Regions from separate parts of the Canis lupus genome. Here region 1 is linked to region 2. The links are chromatin contacts, called in public Hi-C maps. All regions are on one chromosome and are shown on one strand. Each heading gives the region's core, a stretch centred on a gene start, on an enhancer-like site or on the middle of the called end of the contact. The rest is flanking DNA. Distances are from core to core; before and after follow the strand shown.

What was found. Hi-C and Micro-C count contacts between places; a contact is called where the count stands out from the background.
Region 1: a contact with region 2 is called in a Hi-C map of skin fibroblasts, with 4 times the contacts expected there. The contact joins the promoter of CCDC116 here to the promoter of TMEM191C in region 2. A contact is called at or near these places in 3 of 9 Hi-C or Micro-C datasets (amygdala, blood and skin fibroblasts).

The regions. Positions count from the first base shown.
Region 1 is chr26:31,073,038-31,079,049 of UU_Cfam_GSD_1.0, forward strand. It overlaps CCDC116 (coiled-coil domain-containing protein 116), which reads left to right and starts at 2,637. Exons shown (of 3, transcript XM_038575989.1): 1 at 2,637-3,942; 2 at 4,258-4,397. The coding sequence starts at 3,729. It overlaps YDJC (carbohydrate deacetylase), which reads right to left and starts at 1,769. Exons shown (of 5, transcript XM_038575982.1): 1 at 1,534-1,769; 2 at 1,286-1,445; 3 at 982-1,081; 4 at 667-844; 5 at 1-508. The coding sequence starts at 1,697. The coding sequence ends at 133.
Region 2 is chr26:30,926,505-30,932,242 of UU_Cfam_GSD_1.0, forward strand. It overlaps TMEM191C (transmembrane protein 191C), which reads right to left and starts at 1,974. Exons shown (of 10, transcript XM_038574536.1): 1 at 1,800-1,974; 2 at 1,427-1,550; 3 at 1,216-1,266; 4 at 1,017-1,094; 5 at 817-873; 6 at 674-733; 7 at 511-575; 8 at 361-433; 9 at 94-134. The coding sequence starts at 1,954.

The sequences.
Region 1 (6,012 bases), core at 1,387-3,886, 150 kb after region 2:
ACCTAGACACAGAGGTGACAGGGGCCTGCCGAAGGGAGTATGTTACTGGACCCCCGCCCCGCCACCTGGTTCCTGGCTGTCCCAGGGCTTGACACTGGCCCCCTTTCTTTGCACTAAAGGACATTATGCTTGTCAGGGGCATGGTGGGGAGGGCTCCAGGAATGTTTCCAGAGTGGCTTCTCCAGGGATCCCTTCCCCATGACTCTTGGAGTCTAGGTCGTGCAGGGTGCAGAGCTGTACACCCTCCTGTGCAAGTCGGGTCCGAAGTGTGGGCGCGGTGAGGACACGCAGTTCATGCAGCCGCTCCCAAGAGCAGGAAAAGGCATCGGGGCCCTCGCCGCAGCCCCCAGCTGGAGGCACACTGGGGTAGCCGGGGTGGGCCATCAGCTCGGCTGTCAGGGTACGGCCGGTGGGTATGCCTTCCAGGGCCCGCGCTAGTGCTCCTGATACGCGGTGAGCAGACATGTGCCGGCCGCAGGTGCTCAAGCCCACGAAGGCATCCGTCCACCTGCGGGTATGGGTCATCAGCGGCAAGGACCAGCAGGGCTGTGATGGGCAGGGCTGGGGTTGGGGGGGCCACGCCAGTGGAGGCCTGAGGAACTGACACAGCTGTCAGGTGAACTGCCAGCAGGACCCACGGGGATATGGGCGGGACAGGGGCCTCACCGTAGGCCGTAGCGGGAGAAGGGGCCCATGGCGGCCCGGGCGTCGCGCTCCACCGCACAGGCGAAGGCACGCGCGGGGGCTTCGAGCCACGCGCAGCCGCCCACCCCGCGCTCCACCGGCAACCGCGTGAAGCGCACCCCGTTGGCCTGCAGCGCCTCTGCGAACACCTGGCACACGCCTGCGGGCGGGGAGGAGGCAGGATGCAGCACCGGGGGGGGGGGGGGGGGGGGGGGGGGGGGGGGGGGGGACGCTTAGGACCCGGGACCACCTCTCACCCGTAGCCCCCGCCAGGGAACAGTGTCCACCCCCACCAACCTGGGAGCACGTGCACGTGCTGGTGCCCGTCCACGTGAGTGGGGTCCCCGCCCAGGAGCTCCCGGAAGCGAATCAGCTGGGCCTCCAGCTCCTCCCGCACCTGGACAGAGGACAGACAACAGGCACCTTGGAAGTCAGGGAGCAGCGACGTAGGAGGCTCCCTCCAGGTGCCCCCGCGTGGCTGCTCCAGTCTGAGTCAGGAGAGCGTCCATCGCACGCCCCTGCCCCTAACGGCTTCACGGGACCCTCGGGGTGGAGCCGTGGAGGTCATCGCGAGCCCCTTCCGGCAGCCGCATCTCCGCACCTGGGGCAAGGCGACGCCTCCGGCCGCCACTGCCTCTCGAAATCCCATCTTGCCGAGGAAGAAGCCTTCGGGGCTGAGCAGCGTCGAGGCGCCGTGGCAGGCCGGGCCCACGGGGCGGCCCTCGGACAGGTTGGCGTGGAGGCCGGTGGGGATTCGGTACCTGCAGGCGGAGCGCGAGCCGGAGCCTGGGCTGCGGCCCGGCGGCGGCTCCCCAAGCCCGCCCGCCCCCGCAGGGTGCCGCCGCTCACCTGCCGGCCAGCTCCGCCGCGCTCTCTGCCGCTGCGCCGTTGACCAGCAGAGACACGCTGGTCACAGCCCCCGCCAGAAAGGCCTCTACGATGCCCTCATCGCGCCGCGGGCAGTAACCAAAGTCGTCCGCGGTGACCACCAGCCGCACTCGCGGGCGGGCCATGGCCACTCCCGCCGAGGCTGGGGACCCCAGAGCACCGGATCCAGGCCCCGCCCCCAGACGCAGCCCAGGCTCCGCCCCGCGCGCTCCCCGACGCGGCTGCTCGCGGCCTTTGTTCTCACCGCCCACCGCCCCGCGGTGGCCCCTGCGACGATGCCCTCCCACCCTGCGGGGCGCTGCCCTAACCCGACCGTGGCCGGTTTTATCCTAACGCGGGACTTTCAGGAACTGCAAAAAATGGTCTTAATGTGAAAAATACGAGGACGCCTGGGTGGCTCAGTTGGTTGAGCATCTGCCTTCGGATCAAGTCATAGTGTCAGGGCCCTGGCATCCAGCCCCGGGTTGGGCTCCCTGCTCAGCCTGGAGTCCGCTTCTCCCTCTCCCTCTGCCCCTCCCCCCTGCTCGTACTCGCGGGCTCGCTCTCTCTCTCTCAAATAAATAAAAAATTTAAAAGAAATGAAAAATACAGGAGGGAAAACCCTATTGGAAAAAAAAAAATCTCGGGATCCCTGGGTGGCGCAGCGGTTTGCCGCCTGCCTTTGGCCCAGGGCGCGATCCTGGAGACCCGGGATCGAATCCCACGTCGGGCTCCTGGTGCATGGAGCCTGCTTCTCCCTCTGCCTGTGTCTCTGCCTCTCTCTCTCTCTCACTGTGTGCCTATCATAAATAAATACAATTAAAAAAATAAACAAGAAAACTTGCATACCAATGGCTTTGTTTGAGAAAGCCTTAGTCCCTAATTCCACAACTTGAGCTCTGTGCCAGACTACAGTTTTACATTCATAATCTCATTTTTTTCTTCTTCTATGGTCCACAAAAACTTTCCTTGCTGATGACTCTACAAATAGTCACCATGGTTGACAGTGAGAGGTTTCATTGTGATGTGGCTGTTTTGATGCACCTGATGGAAAGTGCAGCATTTGTATCCAGCCCAGGGGATTGGTAATGTCTTTCTTGTTTTACAGAAGAGGAAACTGATGCTCAGAGGGGAGAAGTGTCTTGCCCAAAGTGACCCTTCCAGGAGTAGTGGAGCTGGGACTGGCCTCCAAAGCTCTGGGCCTACTCTGGTTGTCTACTTCCTACCTGTACCTTGGGTCAAGGGCAGAGAGGGCAAAGCTGAGCTTGAGCATAACAAATCATATGCTCCTCATGGGATGTTTTACAGATCAGAAGCCCCATATTGAGCTCTTCATCAGCCTCTTGGCATAAGGATTGTTGTGTTCAATTGTGATTATTGAATTGTTGGACTTCGACTATGTTTCTCCACTGGGATGCTGATCCTGGAAAGGCCAGAGGCCCTGATGGCAAGCAGATTGGAAAGAGGAAATTGACATTTATTCAATTAGAATAATTTTCTAATTTTAGAAATATTAGAGATGGGGGGGTGCCTCAGTTCCTTACCCCAAGGAGCACCATCTGGTAGACAAGTAGTAATGTGGTGTGGGAGAGTCTGGAATAGGGTTTTTGGTAATTCTGTTTTGGGTGGCACACCTTCTGGGAAGGCTTCTCAGAGGAGGGGACACCTGGGAGGGACATTAGGAGTTTACTAAGCCGAGGGGGAAAAGAGGGAAAGATACACAGGGCTTTTATTGGGCGCCGGGTGTGTTGCACGCAGTTTTGATTTAATCTCCATACTCCTGTATGAAGGATGCTCAACTATTTACAGAGGAGGAGCAAATGATCAGAGAGGTTGAGTCACGCTGGCAGGAAACAGCAGAGTTAGGAATTGAAGCTAGGTCTGTGACTTGGAACTGAGACTCTTACACTGCGCTCAGGGACACCGCGGAGGGGAGAGGGCTGAAGACATCCCCACCGGCGCTGGGGTCGTCCACACTGGGCAAGGGGAGAACCCTAGAAAGGAGCGGTCAGCAGGAAGCCCAGGACAAGGCAGCGACCGGAGTGCAGTTGAGGAAGGTGCTTGTGTCACTAGAGGAAGCCGTGGTTTTTACCCTTAGGGCTCCCCTCAGATGCAGAGCGCCGATCCGAGCTCCCGGTCCTCCGGCCTGGGTGAGCAGCCCCGAGCATCCACAGCGAATGTGGGCGGGGCGAAGACGGAGAGGCGGGGAGGGGCTTATCTGGGTCCCGCCCCCAGCCATTGTGCCGGGGGCTGGAAGGCCTTGCGAGCCAATCAGGACGCAGCATGTAAATAAGCAAGCGGGGCAGGTCCGGGTGACTCCAGAGCTCAGCGTCCGCACCCGGGAGAGGGTGCAGACTCCGCTAACTGGCACCCAGCGAGGCGCGGACTCTGGTGAGCAGGTTGGCTCTGGGCCAGGGGCAAACCCCAGGGAATTTGGGGTCTAAGAGAAGGGGAGGGTTGGACACACGCAGACCCAGACTTGGTCGGAGGCAGGATGCAGTCGTCCTTGGGGACCCCACCCCCGACGACTCTGGACACGGACAGTGCGCAGACGCCCAGGGGACCCCGAGCAGAGGAAGGGCCCGATGCGTGAAGGACGTGGGGTGAGGGGAGCGAGGGACCCGCAGACGCAGTGGCTGACAGACACGGGAGCGGTGGATCCATGGAGGCCTAGGCATACCCTCACGCCGTCCCCCGCTGGCGCAGAGAGGAATCCGTGGCTGTGCTCCGGCACCGGAGAGAAGAGGCGTATAGCTGGCCGGTCCACCCTCACCATGACCAGCTGCCACCACCATTCTGGATACTTGGCAGATGACGAGGCTGGCCACACCACCTACGTGGCCCGGGTACGTGTGTGCCGCAAGGCCCTGACTCCCAAGACCCCCAAAATGTTCCCTACCAGCTCCAGCACCCCAGATCACAGCCCCCCTTTCTCAGCATCTGTTGACCTCATCTCTGAGCCCCTTAGTCATCCTCATCACCTTAACCATTCCTCTGACATCCTGCTGGGCCCTGGTCACCCTCAACTTCATTCCCTGCATCCCCTCACCTCCAGCAGTTCTGAAGGAGTGTGGTAGATTGGTACCCAGAGCGCCGGAGCATGGAGTCTACTCAGGGCCCAAGGCTCAAAGCTTCAGAAGCAGCCATGAGGGGCCCAGGGGTCAGGACCACAGGTGGTCTGTACAGTGGAGGTAGGGCTGGTCTGCTCAGAGGACAAGTGAGGTGCCCAAGTAGAACTCAGAGGAGTTCGTGATTGCCCATTCCTGCCCTGTGTGAGGGCAAAGTGGGCTTTCAGACTCCCTGGCCACATCTCATATACATGAAATATATGTGGCAGGAGAGCATTGGGGTGATCCAAAATTGATCCCCACTTTGCAGAAGAGGAAATTGGACCTCAAGAGAGGCCATCATGCCCATGGTGTCACACCATGTGGCAGCAGAGCCAGGGTCCAGATCCAGGAACCTGCTGACTCCAAGACACACACCTTCTCCCATTACCCACTCCCACTCAACTCCTGGTGCCCTAGGAGGACTCCGAGGGACCCCTAGCCCTGTGGAACATCCCTGCCCTATGTGACATGCCTGTCTCCTCTGGTGCAGCCACCTAAGAAGCCACCCTTCCTGGAAATGGGGCAAGCCTACAAGTCGGGCCACATGCCACACCCACCATCAAGGTACACCCACGCAGACAGCTCGGGGCTCCGTGGCCACAGACGAAACCCAAGGGACCCTCGGCCCTTTGGTAGCTTCCTGGATTTTCTTGTCGAGGGTCAGGTGCTAGACAGCCTACAGACGGTGGTGGAGGAAGCAACTGAGCGCATGACCACCATGAAGACAGAGGCTGGGGTGCCGCTGGTGGAGGTGCAGGACCCAATAGAGGTGCCAAGGGGTGGGCAGCGGGTTCGTGCCCGGCCTAGCCTTAGTACTGTACACCGACACCGTGCCCGACCCAGCCTCTGCACTGGACGTCCCAACAACTACCCATCCTCCTCCAGCTCCATGTCCGACTCCCATAGCAGCTTCACAGCTGGCTGGCTGGGCTCCCACAGCCAGGACAGTGACCTGGGAGCCCGTGGCATGGGCTCACTGCCACCCATGAGGGACAAACTTTTGCTGGAGAAGAACCTCAAACGGCTGCTGAAGCTGGAGAACAGAGGGGTGAGATCTAGGGGCATGGCCCAGGGTGGGCAGGATGGACCCCAGCCCAGGGCCAGGCTTAGGCCTGGCTTGGCTGCTCTTGGATGCACCTGAAAGTCCCCCTTTCTCCGCAGAAAGGCATAGGTCGGTCCTGCTTCCAGACAGACTCCCTGCTGTGGGACTCACTGGGCAGCCAGGCCAGCAGCCAGCGGACCCAGGAGCCACCTCTGTCCTGGTTCTCAGGCCTGCTGGGCTCAAGCACTGGCACAGCCCAAACATCAGAGCTAGGGCCTGTAGAACGGGAACTGACTTTCCTCAAGCGAG
Region 2 (5,738 bases), core at 724-3,223:
CGGACCCAAGGACGGACGGACGGACGGACAGGCGGGCGGTGGCGGGGGAGCCGAGGGGTGGGCCCGGGCCCCGCGCGCCCGCCGCCGGCTCACCTGATGCCCGCCCTGCCGGCGCCACCGACAAGCCGCCTCTCCTGCGGAGGGAAGGAGCCGCGTCTAGCTGGGCGCCCGGCGGGGCCGCGGGCTCCAAGGGGCGCGAGTCGGGAGGGACCCAGTCCCCCCGCCGCGCGTGTCCGGGGGGGGCTCGCCAGTCCGTCGGGGGCGGGCCCTCGGGGAGGTGGGGCCCCGGGGGCGCGGGTGGGCCCCGTGGGGCGGTCCCGCCCGCCGCCCTCCGCCCGCCCCGCCGGGGCCCGCGCTCACGCAGTCGGCCCTGGCCACCTCCTCCATGAGCGAGCCCGCGCAGTCCTGCACCCGGCGCGGCTGGGAGTCGCACCTGCCGGGAGGGCGCCGAGGTGGGCGGCCGGACTCGCCCCGCCGTCGCCCCACCGCACCCCGGCCCGGGCCGCTTACACTTCGGCGCCGCCCCGCGAGGCGTCCAGCGCGGCCGCCGCCTCCATCACCTTGGCCTGCAGCTCCTGGGGAGGTGGGCGAGGCCTCAGGACCCGCGGGGGAGCTCGCGGCGGGGCGCCGCAGGCTGGGGGCGCCGGAGCGGCTCTCGGCGGAGGGGCGGTACCTGCAGGACGCCGCTCTGCTCCTGGAAGCTGGCCCAGGCCTCCTCCGTCCGCTGCGCGCCCTGGGGGGAGGGAGCCCCGATGAGCCCCGGGTAGCACAGCCTCTGCGCCCCGCACCCGGCCCGGCCCCGCGCTCCGCCCGCACCTGCCGCAGGCTCTCCGCCTGCTCGGCGTGCTTGGCCTCCACCAGCTCCACTTGTTTCTTCCGGCGGATCCAAGGAACGTCAGGAGTCTGGGGCGCCCGCGACCCCGCCCCCGCCCCCGCCCCCGCCCCCGCCCCCAGACTGTCATGCCCCCCACCCCGCGCCGCCGCTCGCGTCTTGGGAGGGCCCCCCACCCAAACACCTGCAACGCCATCAGCTGGGTCCCGAGTTGCTGCTCTGCGTGCTGCTGACTCAGCTGTTCGCCTCCGTAGTAGAAGAGCTGGGGATGGGGTCTGTGAGCGCGGGGTCGGGGGCTTGGAGGGGCGGGGACTGTCCTGGGCGGCGGGACCCCAGGGACTTCCTCGGGGACGCCGGAGCCCGAGGCCCGCCCCCTAGTGTACCTGACTCGACAGCTCCTCCCACTGCTCCTGCAGCTGCTGGTTGTGCTGCTCCTGCGGGTGGGGTCGAGGGGGCTGCCTGGGCCTCTCGGAGACCCCGGCCTCGCGGGGGGCCGGGCACCACCCGCGGCCCCGCCGTACCCCACGCGGGGCCCCCCCGCCGCACCCCACCCGGGGCCCCCCCGCCGCACCCCACCCGGGGCCCCGCCCGCACCAGGTCCTGCTTGCGCTGCTCCGCCGCCTCCAGCAGCCCGCGCGCTCGCTCCGCGCCCTCCCGCGCCGCCTCGCGCGCCTCCCCGCGCAGGGCCCGCGCCGCCTGGTTTCGCTTCCGCTGCAGGCTGCAGAGGGGAAACTGAGGCGGCGCCACGGCGCTCGGGCCCCCGCGGCCTCCGGGAAAGGCCAGCCGCGAGCGCGGCCGAGGAAGCCCGTGCCGGGTGCTGACCCTCCCCGTCGTGGGTCCCCACCCTCCAGGCCCCGCCGGCCTAGGGCGGAGGTTGGCGCCCGGGCGGGGAGGAGGAACCGACGAGCCGGCCGCCCCCTCCGCCCAGCCGCGGGCGCCGCCTTCCGTGGGACCGACCCCCGCGCACCTGCGCTCGCGCTCGCGCAGACCCTGCAGGCGCCCGGTGAGGCTCTCGCTCTCGGCCTCGAGCCCGCGCACCAGCTCCTCCAGCTCCTGCTTCCGCAGTCGCCCGTCGCGGTTGTCCTTCTGCAGCTGCAGCAGCAGCTCCTGCGCCTCGGCCATGGCTCCGGGGGCTCGGTCCCCCCGCCGCTGCGGGCCTCGGGGACCCGGCGCGCGGGCGGCGTCACAATGGGCGGCAGGGGGCGCCCGAGCGCAGGCCCCGGGCCGCGGCAGCCGCGAGTCCGGCGGGAGCAAGCTACGTCCCTCGTGCAACAAACGTTACGCAAGAGCCCAAATCGGATCCGCACAAGGTCGATAAAATACTAATACCTAATGCAGAAAAACGAAGAAAGACTGATTCCCAGTATTGACGATGGAACTTGCAAACTCTCCCCGAGCGTAGACATCAGTCACACCTCACTGGATGGAACGCCCGAGATCTATGCATTTCACCGTATGTAATTAGGTTTCATTTAAAAACCCACTTGGGGATCCCTGGGTGGCTCAGAAGTGGGCGCCTGCCTTCGGCTCGGGTAGTGATCCCGGGATCCGGGATCGAGTTCCCGCATCGGGCTCCCGGCGGGGAGCCTGCTTCTCCCTCTGCCTGTGTCTCTGCCTCTCTCTCTGTGTCTCTCACGAATAGATAAATCTTTAAAAAATAAATAAATAAAAATAAAAACCCACTTGGAACAAAAAAGACACCGTGGACAAATGCTACAAATGGGTGACAGGATAGAAAAAGATCTTTGTCATCAGAGCATTAGTAACTAGAGTATATGGGAAACCCATATAGGGTTTCATAGGGGCCACTATGAGACCAAACATCAAAGGGACGGATGGGGCATTGCCCCGAGGGGAGCCCACGAACGCCCAGGAAGAGTCTGAAGACATGCTCTGCATTTTCCATCAACCAGAGCAGCCAACAGAGTAACAGTCAGTTGACATCAAATATAAGCAATGATGTGAGTGAACCTGGTAGCCCTGTGCATCGACCTCGGGTCACTGGGGGAGCTGTGGGGTAGGAGCAGTGACTGGGTATGTGGCCCTCCAGGATCCACAATTTAGCTGTGGAGTATATGCCCCAGAGGAACTTTCTGACATGTTTGCAGAGCATTGGGAACTGCCCAAGGGCGCCTCCAACGTGTAATTAAAGACTGAAATATGATATATGAAACTATTTATATATTTTTAAGATTTTATTTATTCATGAGAGACAGAGAGAGAGGCAGAGACACAGGCAGAGGGAGAAGCAGGCTCCGTGCAGGGAGCCCGACGTGGGACTCGATCCGGAAACTCATCAGAGATCACGCCCTGAGCCGAAGGCAGACGCTCAACCACTGAGCCACCCAGGCGTCCCACCATATGAAACAATTTATAAAGGAATCCCACAGAGCACCTAAAATGAACTAGGATCTACTAAGATCAACATGAAGAGACCTGAAAATAATGTCGATGCTTAAAAAATAGCAAGTAGAAGGAGATGTGCAGGGGATTTACATAAACTACATAGGCAGGGGCGAGTGAGTCCCAGGGGGTGGGGAGGAGGAGGGGGGATGGGGTGGGAGGAGGGGGCTGTGCAGGGACAGGGGCTGAGGGTGAGGGCCGCGTGCTGTACCTCAGGGGCCCAGCGGAGAGTCACCACGACTCGCAGGTGTCAAGGGGAGCTAGGTTGCTTCTCACTAATTCTGAGAAGTGTAAGCAAGACCGAAGTCACTTCGGGTTATTTATACAGGAGCAGGAGTGGGCAGGACTGGCCAGACTTCCCTGCAGTGGGGGGGGGGGGGGGGGTAGGGATTGGGGCACTGGAGAGTGCCTGGGACAAGTCAGGGATAGTGGGGGGCACCTGAGTCGGGATCTGGCAACCAAGCCTCTTGGTGGGCTCCTCTCACACTGTCACTCACGCGGCCCTGCTGCCCCCGTGTTGAGCCCCTCACGGGAGCAGCGCCCCTACCCCGTTCCTGCTGGGCCAGGGCTGCTTCTGCTGCTGGGCGGGAAGGTTCCTTGGGACCCAGGGAAGCCTGGTTAGAGCCCCCCGCCCCGTGGGGGGCATGAAAAGCTCCAGACGCTGGAACGAGAGGCAGGCACCGGTCCCCTACACACAGACCCTGGCTCTCTCCCGCCAGCTGGGTGACTGGCGACAGGGTCCCCGAGCCGTGGTGTCCCAGTTTCCTCACCTGTACAGGGCAGCTGGTGCAGGCTCTCCCTCAAAGGAGTTCACACAGTTAAGCCTCTGGGCCCTGAGCCCCAGCACCCCGGGCCTCCGGGTCGTCACCTGGCTCTCACACTGGGACTTGTGTCTCCACCTGTACCTGTGCGGTCCCAGATGGTGGCCGTCGGGCGCTGGAGAGTGGCCGGTCCGAGCCAAGATGTGGCCCGCTGTACACACGCCTCTCATCGTGCACCCAGCCGCAGCGCTCGCCACTCTGGATCTCACGGTCTGAGTGGGACCCTCGTGCTGGGCGTGGAACTTACTTTGAAAAGTAACACAGCGGGCAGCCCTGGTGTCACAGCCGTTTAGCGCCTGCCTTCAGCCCGGGGTGTGATCCTGGAGACCCGGGATCGAGTCCCGCGTCGGGCTCCCTGCATGGAGCCTGCTTCTCCCTCTGCCTGTGTCTCTGCCTCTCTCTGTCTCTATCATGAATAAATAAAATAAAATCTTTCTTTTTAAAAGTAGAACAAGGGGATCCCTGGGTGGCGCAGCGGTTTAGCGCCTGCCTTTGGCCCAGGGCGCGATCCTGGAGACCCGGGATCGAGTCCCACGACGGGTTCCCAGGGCATGGAGCCTGCTTCTCCCTCTGCCTGTGTCTCTTCCTCTCTCTCTCTCTGTAACTATCATAAATAAATAAAAATTTAAAAAAAATTTTAAAAAAAGTAAAACAAAAAACTCCGTGCATCTTGTTAATAGTTTGCATACTGGTTACATATTGAAATATTTTGAATGTACTGGCTTGGATTAAATATGAACATTGGATTCCGTTGTTCCTTCTTACATTTCCCTGTGGCTCCTAGAGAAATACTCTGTTGGAGGGCACTCAGGTCACCCTGTTGGACAGCACTGTGTCTCCAGAGTCCTGTGGCCCTTGCTCCCTTCAGGCTAAGCCCGCCCCCTCTCCTCCCACCGCCCTGAAGCGTCCCCGGACCCCGGCCACCTGCCACCTCCCTGGCTAGCCTTCGTGATCCCCGTTACCGATGAGGTAATCGGGACACGGTGATGACAGGGGCTGGGGAGCCCCAGCGCACCCGTGTCCCCACCCATGTTCGGGAGGGAAGCCGGGAGCCAGCATCTGGCTAGAATGGATGGGTGACAAGGGTCTACTCCAGGGGTGCCTTTTCGCAGCATCAGGGAGCTAGTGAGTGACACCCCCACAGCCCCTGCCCCTGCATCAGGACAGTATGTTGAGAGGAACATCCAGGCTACGCCTATCAGGAAACCTGAGCCACTTCCCCTGAGCCCCCTGAAGGTCAGGAAGAAGGCTTGGGGACCCCTCCTGGCCTCAGGGCCCAAGCCCGCAGGCAGGCGCCAACACCCTGGGCCCCCAGGCCTCTGGGGTCCAATTCCTGGGACCAGGTGCCTCGGCATGTTGGCTCCCACCTCTGGGCCCCTGCAGGAAGCCCCTGCCTTTCTGCCCCCTCAGGCCATCTGCCCATTTCTGTTTTTGTTTTGTTTTAATGTATCCATGAGAGACAGAGAGAGAGAGAGGCAGAGACACAGGCAGAGGGAGAAGCAGGTTCCATGCGGGAGCCCGACGTGGGACTCGATCCCCGATCCTGGGATCACGACCTGAGCCACAGGCAGACGCTCAACCACTAAGCCACCCAGGCGTCCCTATTTCTGTCCTTTCTTACAACGGAGGTTCAAGGGCATGTGGGTGGCTCAGTGGTTGAGCATCTGCCTTTGGCTCAGATC